Regions from separate parts of the Callithrix jacchus genome. Here regions 1 and 3 are each linked to region 2. Evidence: chromatin contacts called from public Hi-C data. All regions are on one chromosome and are shown on one strand. The core of a region is the stretch at or near the end of the contact, and the rest is flanking DNA. Distances in the headings are between cores, read along the strand shown. Region 1 overlaps LOC100405928 (E3 ubiquitin-protein ligase RNF216). Region 2 overlaps FBXL18 (F-box and leucine rich repeat protein 18). Region 3 overlaps LOC100405928 (E3 ubiquitin-protein ligase RNF216).

Region 1 (2,877 bases), core at 312-2,811, 180 kb after region 2:
CTGTCCTCTTAGAGGCTACTCACAAACAGATAATTGTATACTCTGAGGATGATGATAAATACTCCAGAGGAAACTAAAGTTAGATAAGGGGCAGGCAGTGTGGGCAGGAAAGGCATCATCTGACACTGGTTTGTCAGGGAAGGCCTGTGTGGAGCTGGCACTTCTGCTTGAACCTGAAGGCTATCTGGTAGAGGAGCGTTCCAGGCAGAGGGAACACAAGTGGGACAGTAGGCGGAGCTGGGACAGGAGAAAGAGCTCAGAGAACCAGCTCGCTTTGAGCCAGTACCTCCACCCCCACCCCCACCCCTTATGCCCTCAACCACTCAACGCTCTGCCTAAGAATGTCCCTTCTCCTCTGACAACACCTACTCACCAGTTCTCCTTTCAAATACCAGTGGCTCTAGGAAACCCAAATGATGCGGGAAAAGCTGGCACTCGCTCCCTGGGCTCCCAGAGCACTTAGCTTATGCATTGTTACTGCACTTTTAATGGCATCTTGTAATTATCTAATTACATCACATCTCTTCCAGAAGCCAGGGCTTCTTGCGGCAAAGATGATGTCCTGCTGGTCACTGTGGACAAGTTTGGCATGGAGGGCTCAATTCATCCATTAAAGAAAAAGTTCACTTGAGGCTTGGCACAGTGGCTCATGCCTGTAATCCCAGTACTTTGGGAGTCCAAGGCGGGTGGATCAGGAGGTCAGGAGTTCAAGACTAGCCAGGCCAACATGGTGAAATTCTGTCTCTATGATTGAGACCATCCTAGTCAACATGGTGAAATCCTGTCTCTACTAAAAATACAGAAAATCAGTTGGGCATGGTGGCGCGTGCCTGTAATCCCCGCTACTCAGGAGGCTGAGGCAGGAGAATTGCCTGAACCCAGGAGGCGAGGTTGCGGTGAGCCGAGATCGCGCCATTGCACTCCAGCCTGGGTAACAAGAGTGAAACTCCATCTCAAAAAAAAAAAAAAAAGCACATCTTTACCATACAGTGAGTTACAGAGTTACAAAAGTAGCCTCACCCAACTCCTGGGACTCTTTTGCACTTTACATGGGCAAAAAAAGCATGTAAAGCCTTTTAGCATATCTACCTCCTCCCCAAAAGAACATTATTTCCTCCCTATTAGGTCTTATTTTTAATTATGCTAAGTACTTTATGAAAAACTAAAGTTAGTAACATATACGATCCTTTCCAGTTAATTCATTACAGCTTGAGCCTTAAGGATGTGAGTTATTGTGGTTCCTTCCTTTGCTCTCTAATGTCTTTTCCCAATTTAATGAGTTAAACTACAAACAGCAGTTACCACCAAGTGGCTAATGACCAAATGCCTGCAGATGGTGTGAGAAATTACTGCATGTATTTCAATTAAGATGTTCTCCATAGATTTTCTCCTATAGTTTCAAGATGTGGAAGTTGATTTCTCTTCAATCAGGTTAAAAAGGAGCTCACAAACAGTAGGCCCTGAAAATGTATGCCTGAGAGAACTTCCAGTTTAGAGGGGTCAGGACTAAAAATGTACAGTCTGTCTGGCTATGTCCCAGCCTGGCTCTCCCCAACCCCTCCCAGGGGGTGTGGAAGGCCAGTTACCACACAAAGGTAGGCTACATGCTTCCCCCACCGGCCAGCATTCTCCTCTGCACTCCTAGAAACAAGACAGCCCAAACTGCCTGGGTCTAGTTCTTAAAGGACAGCCCAAACTGCCTGGGTCTAGTTCTTAAAGGACACACAAAATTCTTTTTTTCCTTTTTTTTTTTTTTTTGAGACGGAGTTTCGCTCTTGTTACCCAGGCTGGAGTGCAATGGCGCGATCTCGGCTCACTGCAACCTCCGCCTCCTGGGTTCAGGCAATTCTCCTTCCTCAGCCTCCTGAGTAGCTGGGATTATAGGCACGCGCCACTGTGCCCAGCTAATTTTTTTTTTTAGTAGAGATGGGGTTTCACCATGTTGACCAGGATGGTCTCGATCTCTTGACCTGTGATCCACCCGCCTCTGCCTCCCAAAGTGCTGGGATTACAGGTGTGAGCCACCGCGCCAGGCGTTTTTCTTTTTTTGAGATGAAGCCTGGGCAACTCCTGTTGCCCAGGCTGGAGTGCAATGGCGTGATCTCAGCTCTCTGCAACCTCCCTCCGCCTCCTGGGTTCAAGCAATTTTCTGCTCAAGTCTCTAGAGTAGCTGGGATTACAGGCACCCCTCACCACACCCGGCTAATTTTTATATTTTTTAGTAGAGACAGCATTTCACCATGTTGGCCAAGCTGGTCTTGAACTCCTGACCTCAGGGGATCTGCCCGCCTTGGCCTCCCAAAGCGCTGGGATTATAGGTGTGAGCCACTGCGCCTGGCCACAGGACACACAAAATTCTACCATGAATTCATTTAACAGTGTCTTGTAATGATCTAATTATATCACATCTCTCTAAGAAGCCAAGCTCTCCATGCAGGGGATTTCTGTCCTCAAAGTACAGTAAATCATCTCTCAAAGGAAGGAGAATCTTTTAATTTCCAAACGCAGAAATTCAAATCTGGGTATGGCCAAGTGAGAGCTCTGGAAAATATTACAAAGCCTCCCCCACCCCACCCCCTAGTCCTGAGGAAAGGGCTTCTTTGGGGGAAGATTTCATGTTGTTCTTACATATTTTTTTGGTTTTCATATACACTTCACCTACCATTTCTATCCACAGAAGCAGGCTTTGTTCAAAAAAGAAATCTTAAAGTCTTATTTCTGTGGATTAGAAAAGTTCTTTCCCTGAGTCACCAGGATTAGATGACAAAGTGGAATGGACAAAGCTTTATATGTGGTTTCTGTGGTAATGCTGCCCCCTAGGGACGGAAACTTACAAGGCACCGAGACATCAGCTTGACTGCTCTGGGAGAGACCACA
Region 2 (2,734 bases), core at 101-2,600:
GATGGGATTTCACCTTGTGAGCCAGGATGGTCTCAATCTCCTGACCTCGTGATCTGCCTGCCTCAGCCTCCTAAAGTGTTGAAATTACAGGTGTGAGCCACCGCGCCTGGTCCGGTTCTATTATTATTATTTTTTGCAGTTCAAACATATCCTTGAAGAGTTTACCCGGCTCTATCTTTTAAAAACCAAATTATTATTTTCTGCTGAGCACAGCAGCTCAAACCTGTAATCCCAGCACTTTGGGAGGCCAAGTCGGCTGGATAGGAGTTCAAGACCAGCCTGGCCACGATGGTGAAACCCCATCTCCACTAAAAATACAAACATTATCTAGTCATGGTGGTGGCTGCCTATAATCCCAACTACTTGGGAGGCTGAGGCACAAGAACTGCTTGAACCCAGGAGGCGGAGGTTGCAGTGAGCCAAGATCATGCCACTGCACTCCAGCCTGGGCAACAGGGCGAGACTGTCTCACACACACAAAAAAATTAAATAAATAATAAAACGTGCAAATTGTCTTTATTTTTCTAAATGTGTCTTGTTAAGCTATTCAAATTGTTTTTATTTAAAGATGGCAATAAAGTGCTTTCATTAAAATATATTTTAAATCCACCTCCTCCTAAATCCTAAAGTAAGCATCCCTTTGCAGACCTGAAGGTGGGAACGGGAAGGGTGAAAGATTGTGCAGGCGCTGCATTTGCTGAGCTGCAAAGTCACCTGTGGATTTCTCTCCAAAGCAAAAGCAGGAGGCTCCACACAGGAGGGGATGGAAACGGGGCACTGGATGAGGACAGCTGCCGTCATGCGGCCACTAGGTGGCGATGCGAGTCCGTGCTACCCGCCCCAGATCGCTCGAGCCTCAGGTTAAAAACCAAGTCGGCAGAGCATGAAAAAAACCTTTTTTCCACTAGACAGCCACCTCCAGATTCTTCCGCCCCTGAGGAAGTCACCTGTCACAGGTGTTCAGGATGCGGCAGGACCATGGGTGTGACTGGTCAGGCAGGGGGACTGGCACGTTTAAAGTTTCGCAGGCTCCCACCGCACTCCACCCAGGGCATGTCACCCAGGACAGTGACAGAGCTGACCTAATTTGGATGGCCGGCAGCGTCTGCAGGGAGGATGGGGACGAGGAAAAGGCTCCCACTGTGCCAGGTCTAACCTCTTCGTGAGGATCCAGCCTCCACATCCTGCTCCCAGAAGGGGCACTTGGGTCTTCTGGTGACTCTGTGGGCATGAAAGGGGCTGGGCTCATGGGGTGTGCTCCCAGCTAGCTGCCCACCACACAGACCGTGAGAGCAGAACCCAGGCCTCCGAGGTGTCCCTGGGGCAGCTGCCAGGGCCTGGCTCTGAAAAGGATGGCCTGCTTCTGCCCAGACACTGTCCTGGTTCTGAGGTCACACCAGCCCAAGTGACTCAGGGTAACACGCGCCCCCCTCCCTCCACAGAAAGCAGGGCTTAGTCAGTCTGAGGAAAGAAGGAGCCTTTTTCCGTCCAATTTGTAATCCCCTTACTACTGAGGTATGTCCAAGCCTCAGCCAGAGAGACTCCCTGCACCACACCCTCCCCACCAGGAGTCCCAACAGGCACAAAGCTGGGGCTTGCAGTGTGGGCTGCCAGTGGCAGCAGCCGGCTGGCCTGGGATTCCAAGCTCTGCCACCAAAGAGACTCCGGCAGCCCCAGGATGCAGCCTTGGAGCACCGTGCCGCCTCCAGGGGCCCCAGCGCCGTTTCCTACACACAGCTCCTGCCCACGGGCAAGCAAGTGCCACCTGCTCCTTTCACTGCAGCGTCCCTGGGCTCCCTTGCTGCAGAAGGCCAGAATCCAGAGGAACGGGGCCAGCTGGCAGCGTCTGGGAAGCGGTGTTTGTTCTGAACAGGCAGTACCCGGCTCAGAGCAGACGTGGTTCTCAGCGGCTGCTGGGCACAGGCTTGAGTTTGTGCACAGAGATCCCATTATGAGCGGGTGGGATGCTCAGGCTGGCCCACAAAACCCACTGATCCTGGGGCCCGCAGGCCTCTCCACACTGCCTCCGTGGCCCTGCTCCTGAGGAAAGCCTGGAGGCCATCGGGGGCCACAAAATGCCGCTCACCCAGGGAGGCAAGCAGCTGCGTAACCCGGCCAAGGTCATCAAGTGGGTACAACTGTGTCGACACTGAGGGTTTGTTGAGAACACTGAAGGGATCAAGACCTGTACGCACGTGAAAAGCACCTGGCAGGGGTCACATAAGCCCAAAGGTACCCTCCACCCACAGCGGCTGCCATCACCTTTGCCTCTCGCTTCCAGAATACCCCCTCCCTCCAGCCAGTGCCTCGATTGCTAACAGCCCCTGCTCAGTCTCCTTTCCACATTCTTCTTCCTCTTCCTGGCCAATTCTTGTCACATGCACCTTAGCCCAGTCTGTGGGCTCACCTGGTTCCACAGCTAAAGGTCACCTATAAGCCAAGGATGCCAACGCAATTCTCCCAGGCTGTATATCGGCCTGGACTCTGGGCTTGGGCCCCTCAACTAGGAGGCCTTACTTAACAGACCCTCTGGACTGGGCACAGTGGCTCACACCTGTGGTCCCAGCCCTTTGGGAGGCTCAGGCAAGAGGATCACTTGAGCCCAGGAATTCAAGACCAGCCTGGGCAACATAGCAAGACCCTACCTCTACAAAAAATACAAAAAACTAGCCGGGCGTGGTCACATGTGCCTGTAGTCCCAGCTACTCGGGAGGCTGAGGTGAGAGGATCACCT
Region 3 (2,861 bases), core at 216-2,715, 200 kb after region 2:
ACAAAAACCGAAAACGCTAGGCTTGTAGTTAAGTAGTTTTTCTTTTCTCTTAGATTTTAAATCATAAGTTTTTAAAGCATAAGAAATCTAGTTTCAGGGATGTAACTGCATGACAGACTTGAGTAAAATAATTTACATATGCAGAGTTTAAGAAATAGTACAAGGCTGGGTGCGGTGGCTCACACCTGTAATCCCAGCACTTGGGGGAGGCCAAGGTGGGTGGATCACTTGAGGTCAGGAGTTCAAGACCAGTCTGGAAAGCGTGGCAAACCTCGTCTCTAAAAATGCAAAAAAGTTAGCTGGGTGTGGTGGCATGTGCCTGTAATCCCAGCTTCCCAGCTACTCGGGAGGTGGAGGTTGCAGTGAGCTGAGATTGTGCCACTGCATTCCAGCCTGCTTGACTTAGTCTCAAAAAAAAAAAAAAAAAAGAAAAAGTACAGAGTGGGCAGGTAACTCCCATTGTTTGCAGGTTTCACCTATATCATATTTTACTTGTATCTTTAAAGATCCTTTTTACTTCCTGTTCCTCTAAAAGCCATAGTTAGTAATCTTCAGAAGCTATGTCAGTTTTGGTTATTGACTGCTTTGTTAAGGTTTCCCAGGCAGTATTAAAGACCTGGAATGTATCAGCTGCTGAGGCACAATGAAACTCTCCTCTCCCTGCGCCATAAACCACTTAGACCAGGCGAGGAGGTACTGCCTTTTACCTCCCCTAGAACCTTCAGCAGCTCCCATGAGCAGTGCTTTCCCTGTTCACCTGCAAGCACCACATAACCCTACAAAGTTAGCAGGACTGGCATTGTCATCCCATTCTACAGAAGAGCAAACAAAAGTTCACAAAGGCAGTGGGAAGTGCCCAGTGCTAGTGAGTGGCAGAGTAAGGATCTCGCCCTTCTCTGTTGATGCTCCTGCGAAACAACCCACGCTAGCACTCATGCCACCTGATAGCCTGCAGAGATGTGCACATACACATTCTACCAGAACAGCTCTGCCACACCAAGCCTGACAATAACACATATGCACATGTGTAAAATGTACACATTTGTCATGAATTGCGATTTGGGGGCTGAGGACTACTTACAGATAAGTCAACTCCGACTCTGTGGTTCAGGACTTATCCAGCACATAGTCCTGAGAGGCTGAAGCGCCACCTCCATACGACCCCTGCAGCGCCTTTTCTGCCACTTGCATATTGTCTCTTCCTAACTCACACTGCTGTGTAAAGAACTCCGTTCTCACAGGGTTGTTCTGCCATGCTTTAGGTTCTGACAGAAGTGCACCCATTTTTCTAACCAACCGTGTGTGTAGACGGTGAGTCTGGGGCGATCAATGTGAAGAGCACTTCTGCCCATGCCAACAGGGTACTCTGCCAGGCCTACCAGTGCTGAAGGGGAGACAAGCTATCTGACACCTCGCTACTCTGGCCGACAGCAGCATTTGACTGCTAGAACACTGTCTTGTGACCCACTTTATTCCCTGCTCCTTACTTCTCGCTTATAAGCAGCAATTAGTAATGTCAATGTTCCTGTTCTGGCTGGATTGCTCCAGGCCCATTAATAATATAAGAGCAGGAGCAGATGAATGCGTAAGTGCACAAGAGAGGTTTCAAGGTTAAAAGCAGTAATGGAGAGAGCTATGGTGGGGGTGGGGAAGGCGATGCTGGTGTCTGTAGAAGAGGAGGGGAGAGAATGTGTGTGTTAGTTTTAAGTCTATTCTTTAAAATGCCCAGCTTCTCTTTAGGGGCAACATGTATGGCAAAGCACAACTTCTTAGTGTCCTCAATCAAGCCTTGTCTCTATCTGCATGGACACATGGTTCTGGCCACTTGGCAGGGAATCCATCAGTACTAACTCTAGACACTGGAGAGTTACTAGTGTATGAAATTGAGGTCAGAGGAAACTATACCAATATTTTTCAAACATATTTTCAATGTTTTAAATGACTTCCCTTACAGAAGGCAATGCCTGCTTGTTCAGCAGAACTGGTACTTTCCCACTTAATGCTTTTACAGTTAAAGTCAAGACAAGTAATGAAGAACAGACCCCAGGGCCGACAGCCAGGACTTCCTCCTCTAGTGGAAGAGATAGAATACTTTATATTGTTACAATTGCCTGTGTATCCCTACAAATCTCCATGTTTTCAAGGAGGGATTTCAAAAGGTACAATTTCTGACATTCCTACACAGAACTTTGCTAAAAAAATTGAATGTCAGCCAATAAGCCTGGAAATTATGCCTGGAAAAGATTTGGTATGGCTATTTGAAAAATATTTGCTTGGGAGATGGAAGAGGGTACTACGAATCGAGGCTGACAGCCAAATGTGAATTCTTTAGTTGTTTATATCTACACTGCCTTCCAAGCAGATAAGGATTTGCCACTTAGCCTTTATTTGTTCCTCACATACCAAAAGCGAACTGTTTAACACACTAGGAAAGTAACAACCTTATTTGTTGATTTTGCAACCCAAACCAGACATTTTAAAAAAGTGGTCATAGCAATGCTGGGTGAATCAGAACCCATCCTTGTTAGTCAGACATACTCTGTGGGAAAAGGTAGCTGTTGGAAGCAGTCTTGAATTCTAATTACTAAAAGTCGTACTTATTCCCATAGGGCGCTGACTTCTGGTCCAAGGTTTCTAACTGGCTGCATCCTGTCTGGCAGTGCCTGAGCTTGTGCTACCAGCAGGGCCTGTGCAGAAGGCGAGCGAGGAGAAAGGTAGAGCTGCTGAGTTCCAGCTCCTTCCACACACCACAAAACCCTAACCCTCACCTCCAGCCCGAGGCAAGGCACTCCTTTTTAGGTGGTAAAATAAGCCTTCCAAGAAACCAGAAAAAATAGCTTTGAGTTTGAAAAGATATAAAC

What was found. A called contact is a pair of places that touch in the nucleus more often than the background predicts.
Region 1: a contact with region 2 is called in a Hi-C map of skeletal muscle, with 5 times the contacts expected there. The contact joins two enhancer-like sites. A contact is called at or near these places in 2 of 3 Hi-C or Micro-C datasets (both in skeletal muscle).
Region 3: a contact with region 2 is called in a Hi-C map of skeletal muscle, with 4 times the contacts expected there. The contact joins two enhancer-like sites. A contact is called at or near these places in 2 of 3 Hi-C or Micro-C datasets (both in skeletal muscle).

Annotation. Positions count from the first base shown.
Region 1 is chr2:16,852,810-16,855,686 of calJac240_pri, reverse strand. The region is part of intron 11 of LOC100405928 (E3 ubiquitin-protein ligase RNF216); the gene reads right to left. Among named protein-coding and RNA genes, the nearest start is that of FSCN1, 74 kb to the left of the region's middle. Within about 2 kb of position 1,561, at least 2 of the 16 cell types and tissues checked have an H3K27ac peak or open chromatin away from gene starts, as enhancers often do. A contact at or near this core is called in skeletal muscle, where this site is marked.
Region 2 is chr2:17,032,112-17,034,845 of calJac240_pri, reverse strand. All of the region lies in intron 4 of FBXL18 (F-box and leucine rich repeat protein 18), which reads right to left. Among named protein-coding and RNA genes, the nearest start is that of FBXL18, 19 kb to the right of the region's middle. Within about 2 kb of position 1,350, at least 9 of the 16 cell types and tissues checked have an H3K27ac peak or open chromatin away from gene starts, as enhancers often do. A contact at or near this core is called in skeletal muscle, where this site is marked.
Region 3 is chr2:16,828,670-16,831,530 of calJac240_pri, reverse strand. The region is part of intron 11 of LOC100405928 (E3 ubiquitin-protein ligase RNF216); the gene reads right to left. Among named protein-coding and RNA genes, the nearest start is that of FSCN1, 98 kb to the left of the region's middle. Within about 2 kb of position 1,465, at least 6 of the 16 cell types and tissues checked have an H3K27ac peak or open chromatin away from gene starts, as enhancers often do. A contact at or near this core is called in skeletal muscle, where this site is marked.